2 separate regions of the Pan troglodytes genome follow, and region 2 is linked to region 1. Evidence: chromatin contacts called from public HiChIP or PLAC-seq data. All regions are on one chromosome and are shown on one strand. The core of a region is the stretch at or near the end of the contact, and the rest is flanking DNA. Distances in the headings are between cores, read along the strand shown. Region 1 overlaps STK38L (serine/threonine kinase 38 like). Region 2 overlaps MED21 (mediator complex subunit 21).

Region 1 (7,462 bases), core at 1,785-4,284:
ATTTATTTTGCATTTTGGAGTGAAATGAATACTTGACTTGATTTTTTCCCCTAAATGGATACCCAGTTGTTCCAGTACTATTAATTGAATGTCTTCTCCTCTTCTCCTCTTCCCATAATCTATGATTATGTTGCCTCATTCTAAGCGAAGACTTTAAAATCAAGGTTTGGTTTGGTTTTGTTTGAGACAGAGTCTCGCTCTGTCATCCAGGCAGGAGCGCAGTGGTGCGATCTTGGCTCACTGCAACCTCTGCCTCCCGGGTTCAAGTGATTCTTGTGCCTCAGTCTCCCGAGTAGCTGGGACTACAGGTGTGCACCACCATGCCCAGCTAATTCTGTATTTTTAGTAGAGATGAGGTTTCGTCATGTTGGCCAGGCTGGTATCGAACTCCTGACCTCAAGTCATCCACCTGCCTTAGCCTTCCAAAGTGGTTACAGAGACATGAGCCACTGCACCCAGCCAAGTTTATTCTTACATATTTTATGAATGTTGTACTCCATCTCCTCCTCTTTGCTACTTTTGTGAACAGGATTATTTTTCCATTTCTAAATTTATGTCTTTAAAATTAACATTTTAAAGCATACATTTATTTTAAACTTTAAATTTCCTTATTTAAAAAATCTTTCGTCTTACTTTTGACGGACCCATATTCTTTATAACAAAAGTGAAAAATATAGAAGAAAACTCATGATATTGGGTTACTGGATGTATTAATAGATGGAAGCATGGCTCAGCTGACAAGGCAAAGGGAAGGATAGATCCTTCTGGGTGCACTAGCTATCATCTCACTCATCCAAACCCACAATTCAGAGCCATAGTTTAAACCTGTTGGCCCCAAATTCTCTAGATCACTGTAATATCTGTCTTTCCCCCAACCATGCTCTCATGCTCTCCAAAAGTTTCCCTAGGCCACTTAATTCATCTTTATAAATTCTATAAAATTCTGTATATATTTTATAATTAAATATGAATAACAAAGATATATCATTTTATATATATATTTATAAATTTGTTTTTTCCCAGTTGTTTTCATTTTGTTTTACCTCTGAATATTTCCTCCTTTACAAATAATGTTGACATACTCACTCTGGTCTCCCCTCACCTTCATTACCCATCATCTCCCTCCCCCCTGCCATTTACTCCCCCTTCTTGCAAATTGTGGCTTTTTTTCTCTTTTATGTCAATCAAGACAAATATTTTTCTGTATGTGCTCGTGTGTGTGTCAGTAATAGAAACTGATTTAAAATTCTTTTAGGGATGCCCATACTATCTAAAAGTTGGCATTGATTTTTTTTTCCCATCGAGGTGCTAGATTATAAGTATTTGAAGTTATGTGGCATTTCTGCTGAGGTAATTTTTTAAAGTTAACTATGACTTGATTCAGCTGAACATTTTTTTGCAGACAAAATCTAGTGCACTACCAGATAGGCATATAGCAATAGAACAATTAAATTTTATAAATATTATAAGAATAGACTGCTTCTTTCTGAATGTTTTTGAGAAAGACAGGGTGATAGTTTACCTAAACATTAAGATCGGTAAATAGAATTTTAAATAAAATTGCTGCTTTGGTAAATTTACCTCTTAATTGTTTGCATTTGGTTTATAAACACTTTCCCCTTCTCATTGCAAGTTTAAAAAAAAATGAAGTTCAGAGGGATTTTTAGTAATTATTTGGACCAATAAACTCAGGTATTCTGCCATGAACATCATTACTACAGCCAAATAAGCTTTCAGGTACTCAACCATTGAACTATATTTTTGTGCATAGGAAAACTATTTTGAAAACAGTTTTGAAAATGAAAATGCTAATGTTGAGTTCAGCACCACTGTGCCATCATCACCAACCTTATGATTCACAGAAGGAGCAAAGACAAGGGTGTCTGTTTATGAAATGCATTCCTCTGGTCTAGTGATCAGGGCATACGCCACATGGAGAGGGCCACGCTAAATAAAAACAAAAGCTATTAACAGCAGACACAGTAAAGAGATTACAAATAAATTGGTGTGTGTTGCCTCATGAGAATCACTCTTTTGTGAGAGAAAGGGTTAGCTCTTCCCTGGAACACCTCTACCTCTAGTTCTACCCCAAATCACTACTAACTTCTAGTAAGGCTTCTACCAAGAGTTCTTTTTTTACTTTAAATATTTCTTTTTGCTACATTTCTCTCCCCTCTCCATTAGAAGTAATCTAATTTGTCAAAGAAGTAGGCTAAGATCAGAAGAGAGAGGGAATGTCTATTAGAGATTAAATTTACAAACTAACTGACAATGGCAGCAGCCCAAGGCAGGAGGGATGAGCAGGAAGATTGAGCAGGGAAGGGAAGAAAATTAATAATTTTTGAGCATTAATATGTGCTAGGAGATACTTTAAAAATATTTTTTACTGATTTATTGATTTATCAAACACATGACGTATCTCAGTCCTTTTACAAGTACTAACTTTTAGAATTATCTTAAGTCTTATATTATCATAATAAGCATGCACACAAGGTGGCTATTATTATATTTATTTAACAGGAAACTGACACACAGAAAGTTTAAAGTTTAATTTGCCTAAAGTGACACAGCTAGTGAATGGCTGCACCAAAATTCAGACCCAGGCAATCTGGCCTTTCATCCTGTGCTCTGCCACCATCAAAGCGTCATATCAACCCTATAAGGTTGGCATTTATGATCTCCTTTTTAGAAATGTGGATCCTGACTCAGGTTAAATAACTCAGACAGGATCAGCCTTAAACTAACTTTCTTAAACTAGCCTTAAACTAGCTTTTCTTATACTTTCTGTCCTTACTGATCATTTACCCAGTCATCCACATCTGAAACTTAGAGATAATTACAGATTTTAGTCTTTCCAGCTGACTAACTGAGGCTTCTTTTCATCACTTCTGCTACTATCTTAGTTAGTCCCTCACTATTCTGTAATCTCAAATGTGCTGTAAAGGAAGCAGGTGGGTAATAAAATGTGGGTAATAAAAAGTGAATGAGTCTGGGCACGTGGGAATGGAGAGTTGGTGGACGGGTGGGATGTTGTATTGTAAGGGGCCGGCTGCAGCTCTGCTCCAGCTGTCATTGTGGAGCTGACAGAGCTCATTGTGGACAGATCAGACTTTTCAGGAGAAACCAGAAACCTGGATTTTCATGTGAAACCTTCTACTTTCTAAATTGTAGCACAAGCCTAACAAAATGATTCTGCAGGCTACCAGGTTGTAATCTCTGACTATTCATTATTAAGCCTCCTGAGCAGATTTACTTCCTCTAGTCTGATCTGTACTTCCAGCCTTTTGGCCATCCTCCCTGTACCAGCATAATCTATCCGAAGTGCAAATCAGATAGGATTTGAGGGCTGGTTAGGAGAATTAAATGCTTCTAAGAATGTAATATTCTTAGAAGAATTCTGGGTACTTGGGTAAAAACTCAATAAATATTCTTTAATGGCTGTTAGGTTTTCACTAAATTAAAAGCCTTGAGTGATTCCCATTTATGTTCAGGATAATTTTTAACGTGACAAAAAAGTTCTTTATTTCTACGTTCATCTTCTGCCATTTAATCAAATATACTCAGTCTATCGGTATGCTTAAGTGTGTCAGTGTATTTCATGCCTTACAGCTCTTCCTCCTCTGAGTCCATCTGACTGGTGAACTCTTACTATAGCCCCATCCCCTCCAAGATTCAGTTCAGGCATCACCTTCTGTATTAAACCTTTGATTATCCTTCCTCTTGAAGCACTGATTTCTCCCTACTTTGTGTCTCCATAAGATCATGAACTCCCTAAGGGCCGGAACTGTGTTTTATCAGTCTTATTCTCAGCACTTCATACAGTCAACATGGTATATATCTGCAATAAATGTTGGTTGAAAATAAAACAATTAGTGAAAGTTAATGCTGGGATTTGAAACTTCACCTATGAATTTCTTGCTTTTTAGACTGTGCCTCAGAGAGGAAAGAAGCTGTAGCTGCCCTTTCGTTAGGGACCCAGTTTATACAGTGTACAATCTGAGGACTTATTGTAGCCTAGGGCATTATGATTGCAACTAGTGAATTGAATTTAGGCGAATTTTTATACTACAAGGCAATATAGTAGCATTAAGGACACTCCTTCCTCTGAAATGCAGTATGTGAAAACTAAGGTGAAATCACCAGTTAAATAATTTGTTTTACAGCCAGGTAAAGCAGTTCTATTTTCTTCCTTTAGAAATTTGATGGTAAATGGTTGGAGATACCACATCTATTTATAAATGGCCTGAGTGCCAGATTTGTTATCTCCTTTCCCCAGGCTTGATAAAAAAGAATGTTGGACTTAACTATTGGTAGTGTCTCCATTAATGAATAGAGCAGTCTGGAGAAAACACACGTGAACAGGAAATTCAAGGGCACCTTGTGTTGTTTTTATCAGTCCAGGAATTCTAGACTTGCAAATTGTATCCTGTTCTTTTTCTGGCCAAAGAAAGGGCTTTAATAAAACAAAAAGAACAGTGTTAAATCCATTAAAGGAACACATTTGCAATACAATAAGTGCCAGTCATCTAGACCATTCTTTGTAATAATTTGATCACTTCTTAGTTTTGTATAATTTAAATTTTTTAAAAGTCTGTCTGTGTCTGGTAAGAAGGAAACAAATTTTTCTTGTTTTTAAAGCTAATCTTGTTTTTAAAGCTAATCTTGTTTTTAAAGCTAATCTTTAAAGCTAAACTATACAAGATATTGTATAATCATGAGTAAGGGTGGGATTTTTGTTTTTTCTGCAAATGTGTTTCTTAAGTAAGATTTATTTCTGAAGGCTAATAGAATACCAAATGATTCTGTATTTCTTAACCCAAATGAAATTATTATATATGAAACACACATATAAATTAAAATCTATTACATTAGAGTTGAGTTACCATCACTTACAGACTGCCTACTGTGTGCTCATCACTTTGCCAGGTACTGCAATGCTTTCATTACAAAGATAAATAGATGGAGATTTTGCCCTTATTTGGTTTTTAAACAAGACATACATGTATGTGTAACTACAATGGAAAGAACATCATAATCATTACTAAATTATATAGTGTCTAAAAGTAATATTTCATTACTTGACATCCACTTCCGATTTTGGAGTAAAACTCATTACAACTTCCTATGATGGAAGAAACCTCATCTTCTGTTTACCTTCTTTTTTGAAGACCTCAGGTCCATAAATATTTATCTAAAATGACCTCATATGTATTTCTATACTGTTGGGTTTTTTGTTTGTTTTTTTAGCCTAGATCTCGCTCTGTTACCCAGGCTGGAGTCCAGTGGCTATGCATAGGCGCCACCATAGTGCACCACAGCCTTGAACTCCCGGGCTCAGATGACCCTCCTGTCTCAGCCTCCCAAGTAGCTGGGGCTACAGACATGTGCCACCATGCCTGGCTCTATTTTTATACGGTTAATGCAGACAGTTTCTGTTGTTTGGAATTGTTTTGAATTCCCTAACACTTCTTTATGTTTCACAAAAATTTCCTCAAAAGTTTTGTTCATTAATGTTCCTCAAAAGTTTTGTCCACCTCTAGTCCCCCAATTTGGCTTCATTCTGGGAAGGCCTAGTCTGTAGCAGACCATCTCCTACAGCCACTTTCCAGTGGACATAGGTGCTCTAGGCAAGATAGCCATCAGCCTTGTGTGTTTTAGATTCCACCTTATCCCAATCCCATTCAACATTTAAATTGAATAACAGTTCTCTTTGTTTTGATGCCATGCTCGCCAAGCAATCTTCTGAACCTAATTTCTTGTTACTCAGTGTCTTACTGTGTAAATCAATAAACTGCATTCTGTCTTGTATATTTGTCTTTTGTGAACTTTGTTAGGATAAAGTGGCTTCCAGAATTTGATTGCCCTGAGACACTGGCAGCTGAGGGCCAGACCTTGCCGCTTGGCAGACCGAGCAGGACAGCCTGCTTGACAAGGCCCCTTGGCAGACAGTCAGCTGCCTCCAAGGCCAAACCCCAAGTTCAACATACATCTTTCTCTCCCATTTCTGCAAGCATAACTGTGAACAGCATAATTCTGTGAGTCATGTGTTATTTCTTTGTGCTTTTTTCAAGAGGCATTATAAAAGGTTTTTTATGTTTTTCACCATTCACTTTTTGAAAGGAATATATAAGGCCTTGGACAACTAGAGTTGGGTCTTGACCTTTTGTAAAGGCAAACTTGTAAAGTGGCAAACCACTTTATAAATTTTTATTGGCTACAGATCTTCTGGACATTTTCTCTGTTCATTAGTATCTGCTTGCTAGAACAAATACAAGGCAAGTCAGAAATCATTCTACAATCGTAGGGTGTTGCTCTTTAATGGTACTTTTAAGGTTTTCCCACCCCAAATATTTGTTGAAAAAGTAACAGGCAGTTGTTTACCAAAAAGCATTTGAAGAGAACTATCTATGAACTGCAGTTTTATATGCCTAGGGAAGGTTCACTGGAATACTACTGCAAATTGTACACCTGTCCTCCTTTTGAGGATTCAGGATGCATGTTAGCATATTAAAGATGCTGGGAAGGCCGGGCAAGGTGGCTTGTACCTGTAATCCCAGCACTTTGGGAGGCCAAGGCAGGCAGATCACTTGAGGTGAGGAGTTCGAGACCAGCCTGGCCAACTTGGTAAAACCCCATCTCTACTAAATATACAAACATTAGCGTGCACCTGTAATCTCAGCTACTCGGGAGGCTGAGGTGGGAGAATTGCTTGAACCCAGGAGGTGGAGGTTGCAATGAGCCGAGATCACGCCACTGCATTCCAGCCTGGGCAACAGAGTGAAATTCTGTCAAAAAAAAAAAAGATGCTGGGAAGTCTTATAGTAAGAAACTTATTTAACTTTGTGTAGTCTGGGTTTCTTAAATTTACTTAAATTCCTCAATTTCCAGTCCATCCTTCCTCTCCCATCCCAAGCCCCAGTTAACAAATGTGATTTGATTTCAGAGATGTTTTCTATGCACGATCCCTGTTTCACTTTTCCTTCTTTGACCTTTTTTTTTTTTCCAGTTAGAGACAGGGTCTTGCTCCATCACCCAGGCTGCAGTGCAGTGGTGCAGTCGCAGCTCATTGTAACCTTGAACAAGCAGTCTTCCTGCCTCATCCTCCAGAGTAGCTGTGACTACAGGTGTGCACTACCACACCTAGCTAAGTAAAAAAAAAAAAAAAAAAAATTGTAGAGATGAGGAGATCCCAGGCTGATCTCAAACTCTTGGCCTCAAGTGATCTTGGCCTCACAAAGTACCAGGATTAGAGTCATGAGCCACTGTGCCTGGCATTCTTTGACCTTTCTGCATCTGATCCTGAAACATAGAACATGAGCCCAATGATTCTGAAATTTCCAAAAATGATTTGGCAGCATTGTTTTAGCAATTCAGTAAGAGCAGCTTAATCCATAAAAATCACTTGGCCATGATAATTCTTGAGTTTATTTTTCATTATTTATTGTTTTAAAAAATAATGCTC
Region 2 (7,462 bases), core at 2,980-5,479, 270 kb before region 1:
CAGGCAACATAGTGAGATCCCCATTCTTACACACACACACACACACACACACACACACAACCAGAAAAAAAAATTAGCTGGGCATGGTGGGGCACATCTGTAGTCCTAGATACACAGGTGCCTGAGGCTGGAGAATTGTTCGAGCCTAGGAGTTTGAGTTTGCAGCGAGCCATGATTATGCCACTGTACTCCAGCCTGGGTGACAGAGCAAGACCCTGTATCTAATAAAACAAAAGTCTGTTAAAATTTAGAAAAGGAAGGAAGGGCAGGAGGGAGAGAAGGAGGAAGGGAAAAAACTTACCCTAGCTTTTTAAATAAAACCTAAAATACCTTAAATGGAGCTGGGAGTGGGGATCCAGGGAAAAGGCAGGATTGAACCTCTGTGAAATTTGCCCATTCATTCTTTCCCACTCTAATCTCACCTTCATCCTGTATTTTTTAATTCTTATGCTCTTTTGTGGGTAGTAATTTACATTCTTTGTTCATTAAGTTAAATTCAGTAAATGCTTGTTTAGTAGCTATTATATGGAAATTATTATGCTAGGAAACTCATTCATTTGGTTGATAAATATGTGCCAGGCTAAATGTTAGGTGCTAGGTACTGGAAATATGGAAACAGAATATGTTTTCTGCCTGCAAGTAGCCCATGGACTGGTGGGTGAATTAGCGTGATGTACAAATAATTACAGCTCAGTATGCTAAGTGCAATAACAGAAGTGTAAGGAACAATTGTGTTAAAGATTGGGAGCATTTAATTTTCAGAATTCAGGAAAGGCTTTTATAAAGAGATGTTTAAAATAAGATTTTGTTCACTAGTATAGTGGCAAGTAAAAAAAATAATAATAGGCCGGGCACAGTGGCTGACGCCTGTAATTCTAGCACTTTGGGAGGCCAAGGCGGGTGGATCACCTGAGGTCAGGAGTTCAAGACCAGCCTGGCCAACATAGCAAAACCCCGTCTCTACACAAATACAAAAAAACTTACCCAGGTGTGGTGGCGGGCACCTGTAATCCCAGCTACTCTGGAGGCTGAGGTAGGAGAATCACTAGAACCCTGGGGGCAGAGGTTGCAGTGAGCTGAGATCGTGCCACTGCATTCCAGCCTGGGCGACAGAGTGAGATTCTGTCTCAAATAAATAAATAAATAATAAAATAAGGTTTGAGTACTGTGTGGACAATCACCAAGGGAGCAAAGTGGAGATGTGGATGGAAGTGTAGGCATTTCATACAAGGAAGAAATAATTATAGGTGTTTTTATATGGTGTGCATTTTTGTAAAACAGCAGAACATGTTTAGGGAATTTCAAAGAGTGTGGTATAGAAAAATGCTTATTTATAGTTATTCATCCCGGCACTAAGAACAGTTTAGATATTTAATAAATTGCAACTGTGAGTATTAAAGGTATTTAAAAATTGCTAAAGGTGTTTTTCTTAAAAAATAGTTGCTACAGTCATAAAAACCAAAGCATTTACAAGATTGACTGAGTGGCTCACTGCTGAAGCTGTAAAGGGTATGCGAGGGTTCACTATACTGTCTACTTTTCTATATCTTTGAAACTTTCAATAATATAAAGTTTCAAAGAAAGTACTCACCAAAATTGTGTGTTTAAAATATGAGATCTGTAATACTGGGTTCCTGCTCCTAAAACCATATAATCCAGTTGGCGATGCAACAGAAGCAAATGAAAAAGCATATGAGAAAGTGTCCAAATCATGAAAGGAAGAAAGGAGAGGTCCCTATGGACTCTAGCAATTCATAAAATTTATATGAGAAGTGTACAACTTAAAAAGGTAGGGTAAGGATTAAATAGCAGGAAAGAAATTGCTTTGGGAAAGGTAAAGAATGAGGAAAGAGCTAGACCAGTGGTTCTCAATTGGGGGCAATTTTGCCCCCCAGCGACATTTGGGACTATCTGGAGATACTTTATGTTGGCATAAATGGATTGGAGGGATGCTACTGGCATCTCAGGGGTAAGGGACAGGGATGCTCTAAACATCCTACAATGCACAGGTCAGCATCCCACAGCAAAGAGTAATCTAGCCTGAAAAGTCGAGTGCAGCCATTGAGAAATCCTGAGCTAGATGCACAGACTATATTTGGCAGGTGGGTTATTCTTGAAGTCTACAGCTTCAAGAGCTTCCTAAACCCCTTTTCAAATGTAGGCTAAGTTGAGAGTCTGGTCTGGGGAAAGGGTCCACAGCTTTTATCTGATTCTTAAAAAGATCCGTGGCCGAAAGAGGCTGAAGAACCAGGAAAACCAAGGGGTCAGGGACCTTGGCTGAAACAGATTATTTCACTCAGAAAATTATCAAGAGGTGAGGCTGGGTCTGTTTGCTGGAGCCAGATTATAGTAAATCTTGAAAACCAGGCAGAGATAGTTGGACATCAACCTGAGGTCTCTGTGGAGGCACGGAAGATCTATTAGGAAGATAATGGCAGGACAAAAACTGTGTCACAATATGAATGTCTTGAAGTGGCTTCTCTACTTCAACTGCCCAAGTTCCCTTCAATCAGGCTGCAAAACTTAGTATTCTTATGGAGTGGACTAAACTATATCCAGTCAGTCACCAATCCATATTAATTTTTTTTCTCAAAAATATATTTTAGTCTTTCTTTCCCTGCTTATCAGGGTCAACACCCTATTCTAGGCCCAGCTCATCTTAATCTTGGACAACTGCAAAACCTTCCTTAGTGAGTCCTTGGCTTATTCATCTTTGCAAATTGAGCACTGGATATACTTCCTGGCATGTGGCAGGCATTCCGTAAGGTACACTCTCAAGTGAGGGTGGGAGGAGAAGGTTGTAGAATCCCCCCAAGTTACAGTGAAAACAAATTACAGAGTGATTTCTCATTAGTCCCATTATGGGGAACATGCCTCATCCACGTTCTTAATGAGGCTCCAGTAAGTCTGTAGACTGTTTGGGGATGAGGGTGGGGCATGGGTGTGAAGCAGAAGTGGTGCTTCACAGTAAGTGTTGGGATAAATCCAACAAGCTGAGTTCCCCAGGGACTGTGTCTTCCACCTTCCCCGCAGCCACAGGAAGGTAATCACGGATAATCAGCCTGAGAAAGAGGATATGAGAGTTTTTTGAAGTCTACAAACCTGTTATTTGCCGATTCCAAACTCATTTCTTACCAGACTATCCTCAGGCTAAATTTCCTTAAATACCAAGTTTCGATTATCATTTTTCACACTTAAACTCTCAGTAAGTCCCAACTCTAAATCTAAATTGTGCAGCTAATTTTTCTTGGCCGAGCACGGTGGCTCACGCCTGTAATCCCAGCACTTTGAGAGGCCGAGGCGGACGGAGCACGAGGTCGGGAGATCGAGACCATCCTGGCTAACATGGTGAAACCCCGTCTCTACTAAAAGTACAAAAAAAAAAAAAAAAAAAAAAAAAATGCCGGGCGTGGTGCGGGCGCCTGTAGTTCCAGCTACTCCGGAGGCTGAGGCAGGAGAATGGCGTGAACCCGGGAGGCGGAGCTGGCAGTGAGCCGAGATCGCACCACTGCACTCCAGCCTGGGCGACAGAACGAGACTCCGTCTCAAATAAATAAATAAATAAATAAATAAATAAATAAATAAATAAATAAAATATATTTACTCTTCAATTTGGTCAATAAATAAACACGAGAGGGTACGAGAAATTACTAAAAAAAAAAAAAAAATCCCCGCAGAATCCAACAATCTCTGAAGCCTTTAACACCTAACAACCCCAAGGGGAGTATTTCGGCTCTTGGACTGTATTTCAAAGAGATTGGACCCCAGACCATTCCCCCAGTTACTCAAAAGATCCAGCCTCTCCTCAGGTGTAGCCCGCTCTAGAAAGGCCGCCTCGGGAGTACCACCCACTCCTGACGGGGCGGGGAGTTCTCTCCGACCCCACCCGTTCCAAGGACGCAGCCCTGTGATTGGCCATGACGCGTGCCAGAGCTGCCCAGTCGCGGAAGAGCCGCTGTTTTGGCGTCCGTTTGCTGCAGTAGGAACATGGCGGATCGGCTCACGCAGCTTCAGGACGCTGTGAATTCGGTGAGGAATTTCATTCGATTAGCCTCTGTCTTTCTCTTTCTTGAGGTAAAGCAAGGGAGGAAAGGGGCCCAAGAGGCAAAACTTGGAAGTGGGGAGCGGACTGAGAGACAGGGCTTCGGCATAAAGCGCTCTCTCGGGAGGCGCCACCGCGAACTCGGAGGTTTGAGGCCGGCTGCCGGGCGGTGCTTGAAGGTGCGGGAGGGAGCAGTCTCTTTCGCTTGAGGAGACCGGGAAGATCGTTCTTGTCCGGGTGAGGCCGCCAGGACTTGTGGGCTGCGCGGTCCTGTCGTGTTCCCTGAGGACAGTTTTATTTTCTTGCCAGTGGTGCTTACGGGTTCTCTTTCTTTTGGGGGTTGGGAGGAGAAGCAGGAGCTTTTTTCTTTCCTCATCAATTTTAATCCACCAAGGGAGATCTCATGCTCTGGATGACTGGGTTTTTGTAATGAAATGTCAGCCGAGAGTATTCCTTCACCAGCGCTTTCAGGTTGGTGCGGGAGCGATGCTGAGGTGAGGTGAGAGATTTTCTTTCATCTTAGCTCGTTCCTTTGGGCCCAGAGTCTCCTTCCATCTCTTGCCTCTTGGCCATCCCTCAGAATACATCAGTTTGGGGACATATTTATGATAGGAAATCTTCTAATCCTCGTATGTCTTTCCGTTTATTTGAGTCTTTTTTCTTTTCTTTTTTTTTTTACTTTGGAGACAGTGCCTTTCGCCCAGGCTGGAGTGCAGTGGCGCGATCTCTGCTCACTGCATCCTCCGCCTCCCGGGTTCAAGCGATTCTCCTGTCTGAGCCAAACAAAGTAGCTGGGATTACAGGCGCCCTCCACCACGCCCGGCTAATGTTTGTATTTTTAGTAGAGACGGGGTTTCACCATGTTGTCCAGGCTGGTCTCAAACTCCCGGCCTCAAGCGATCCTCCCGCCTCGGCCTCCCATAGTGCTGGGATTACAGGTGTGAGCCACCGTGCCCGGCCTACAAGTCCTTTTTAATGTCTCCCCCAGATTCTACTCTCTATTAAAGGCCAAGTCTTGTAAGTAGCTCCCCAGCTTTGTTCCTTCTGGTTATTTTTCCTCCACACTATGCCTGAGTGGAAAGTAGAAGCAAAGCCAGAGGATGCGCAGTCATGGGCCCCTAATGAAGGGGTCATGTTCTGAGAAATGCATGGTTTTGGCGATAACTTTTTTTTTTTGTTTTAATAAGTAGAAGTACAATGTAAAATAACCATAAAACAGTAAATACATAAACCAGTAACAAAGTCATTTAGTATCATTATCAAGTGTCATGGACTGCACATAATTGTATGTGCTATGCTTTCATACACTGGCAGTGTGGTAGGTTGATTTACAGCAGCATCACCACAAGCACTAAGGAACGCATTGCGCTACAGCGTTAGTACTGCTACGCTGTCACTAGGCAGTAAGAATTTTTCAGCTTTATTATAACCATAGGGGACTGACATAATACGTGCATGCCGTTGACCAAGACGTCAGTGGGTATTCCCATGCGGCAATGGTTGTACTTATTACCATTACAAGTTAGATTGTTTTCTGCTAAATAGTTTTCCATTGATAGTTATGTTTCTCATTGTCTGATTGTGATGTAATGTCCTAGATAAGGGGCTAGAGAGAAAACATGCTGATAGGAAAACATAAGTACCTGGTTTCCTTGCCAGTTTTTTTTTTTTCCTCACTGTAAGCTAATAACTTGGCATTTTTCTTAATACATCAGGCTTTGTACACTTGAAGAGTGTGAATCTACTTGTGATAAAACTGATCTACCCTGGGTGAATAACACTAGGTTTTAAGCTGAGAGGACCAGCCTCTAAATGTTGAATTCACCAAGATAAATTCTACCCTGCAGGGACTTGCCTGGGCTGCCAGCCAGCCTTCCTCAGGGAACTACTCCTTTGAGGTTTTACGAAATCAAATTGTAATGATGCTGCTGGATAGAAATCTTATTTTAGGGAAAATTTTGCATATTCATACATGTCTTGTAACTAGAAGGATAATAAGGACAGAGTGAATATGGCCTTAACTCCAGGTTAGGCATAATGATAATTGGATTTTGGAGAAAAGCCTTTAGGATAACTAGTATGAGTGCCTACTGTGTGTAAGCACCATCATGTTTACAAAGAGATACTCCTAAAGGAGGTTAAAAAATGTCAAATACTCAGGAGACATTTAAGTGATGGAAAAACAGTATGTGGTTAGGGAGTTATAATGAATTAAGTATTTTCAGCTTTAGGTTCTGATGTAAATTGGAATATGGAGTGATGTGAACCAAAATAGGGGGAATCTTCTTAGCATTTATCCTAATCAGAATTATTTGTATAACTTTTAACATTTGTTCTACCCTCTGAAAACCGTGAGTGCAGAAGCTATGTCGCATTCACTATGTCTCTGTAGTGTTTATATGCAGTACTTTAGTTATTTTCCATAAATTTTTGTTGACTAAATGGATCTTAAAAGCTTTTGAAGGATGGAAAAGATAGACACTGTGCTGAATATTTTTTTGTGTGTGTTTCCTCTGTTACAACAATGCTATAATAGGAGAATGTATCCAATTTAAAAATGAAAAATGCTACTTGGATTAATAGAGCTAGGATTAGGACCTAGGTTTGTATACATCTGAGCACTTATTGCTCCATTACAATTAGCAAAACCTGGGCAAAGCCATTTAGTCATAAGTGACTTTATGACTAGTTAGATAAATATGAAGGAGTAGTGGAAAACGAGTCAGTAGAGTTGACTTAGATTATTGAAAGCTTCAAAACAGCCTGAGTTGGAGATTTATCTTGAAGACAGTGGTGGAGTAAGCTCAAATGTTTTGATCAGGGTAAAATAAATAACCTGGTGAACTGGAAAACAACAAGAAGACTATTGTAATAATTCTGGTGTGAGATAATTGGTTGAACTAAGCAACAATGATAGAAGGAAAAGAGAAAGATTTGTAGTATTAGCAGAATATGAAGATCAAAGGAAAGTAAGAATCTGAAGTTAGATTGGTTGACTAGGAGACTTTCAATACAAATTAAATATTAAAAAGAGGAAACAGTTGCCTTTGAGTTCTGTCATTGAAACAATGGCAGAGAAACCCAGTGGAAATACTTATTAGAAATAGGAGGTTTGAGAGGTCAAGACTAGGTAAGAGAAATTGGTAGGGAGGATAGGTGTATTTAATTTGGAGATGGTAAGGAATTGCTATTCCCAATCTTTAAAAGCACTTAAGGAATACTTTTAGAGTACAAGAGTTTAAAAATTGAGTCTTGAACAAATACATTTCTGCTTACTTAAGGTGCTTTTCTGAGCAGCCTTTTCCTCACTATTTCTTTACACTTGTAACTACTCCAGTCTCAGAAAAGGAATCATGAGCGTGATGATTGGATATTCATATGCTTGTGTGAGATGTGCCACCCTTGAAAAAAAAAAAAAAA

The links. HiChIP or PLAC-seq counts read pairs in DNA pulled down with a chosen protein or histone mark.
Region 2: an H3K4me3 HiChIP or PLAC-seq map of stem cell-derived excitatory neurons shows a contact between it and region 1, with 8 times the contacts expected there. The contact joins two enhancer-like sites. A contact is called at or near these places in 1 of 7 Hi-C or Micro-C datasets (stem cell-derived neural progenitor cells) and 1 of 1 datasets of contacts at active chromatin or transcription factors (stem cell-derived excitatory neurons).

The regions. Positions count from the first base shown.
Region 1 is chr10:68,244,898-68,252,359 of NHGRI_mPanTro3-v2.0_pri, reverse strand. All of the region lies in intron 1 of STK38L (serine/threonine kinase 38 like), which reads left to right. Among named protein-coding and RNA genes, the nearest start is that of ARNTL2, 41 kb to the right of the region's middle. Within about 2 kb of position 3,034, at least 2 of the 24 cell types and tissues checked have an H3K27ac peak or open chromatin away from gene starts, as enhancers often do. A contact at or near this core is called in stem cell-derived excitatory neurons, where this site is marked.
Region 2 is chr10:68,516,533-68,523,994 of NHGRI_mPanTro3-v2.0_pri, reverse strand. MED21 (mediator complex subunit 21) reads left to right here. Exons shown (of 5, transcript XM_001143632.8): 2 at 3,810-4,029. The coding sequence starts at 3,988. Among named protein-coding and RNA genes, the nearest start is that of MED21, 7.5 kb to the left of the region's middle. Within about 2 kb of position 4,229, at least 22 of the 24 cell types and tissues checked have an H3K27ac peak or open chromatin away from gene starts, as enhancers often do. A contact at or near this core is called in stem cell-derived excitatory neurons, where this site is marked.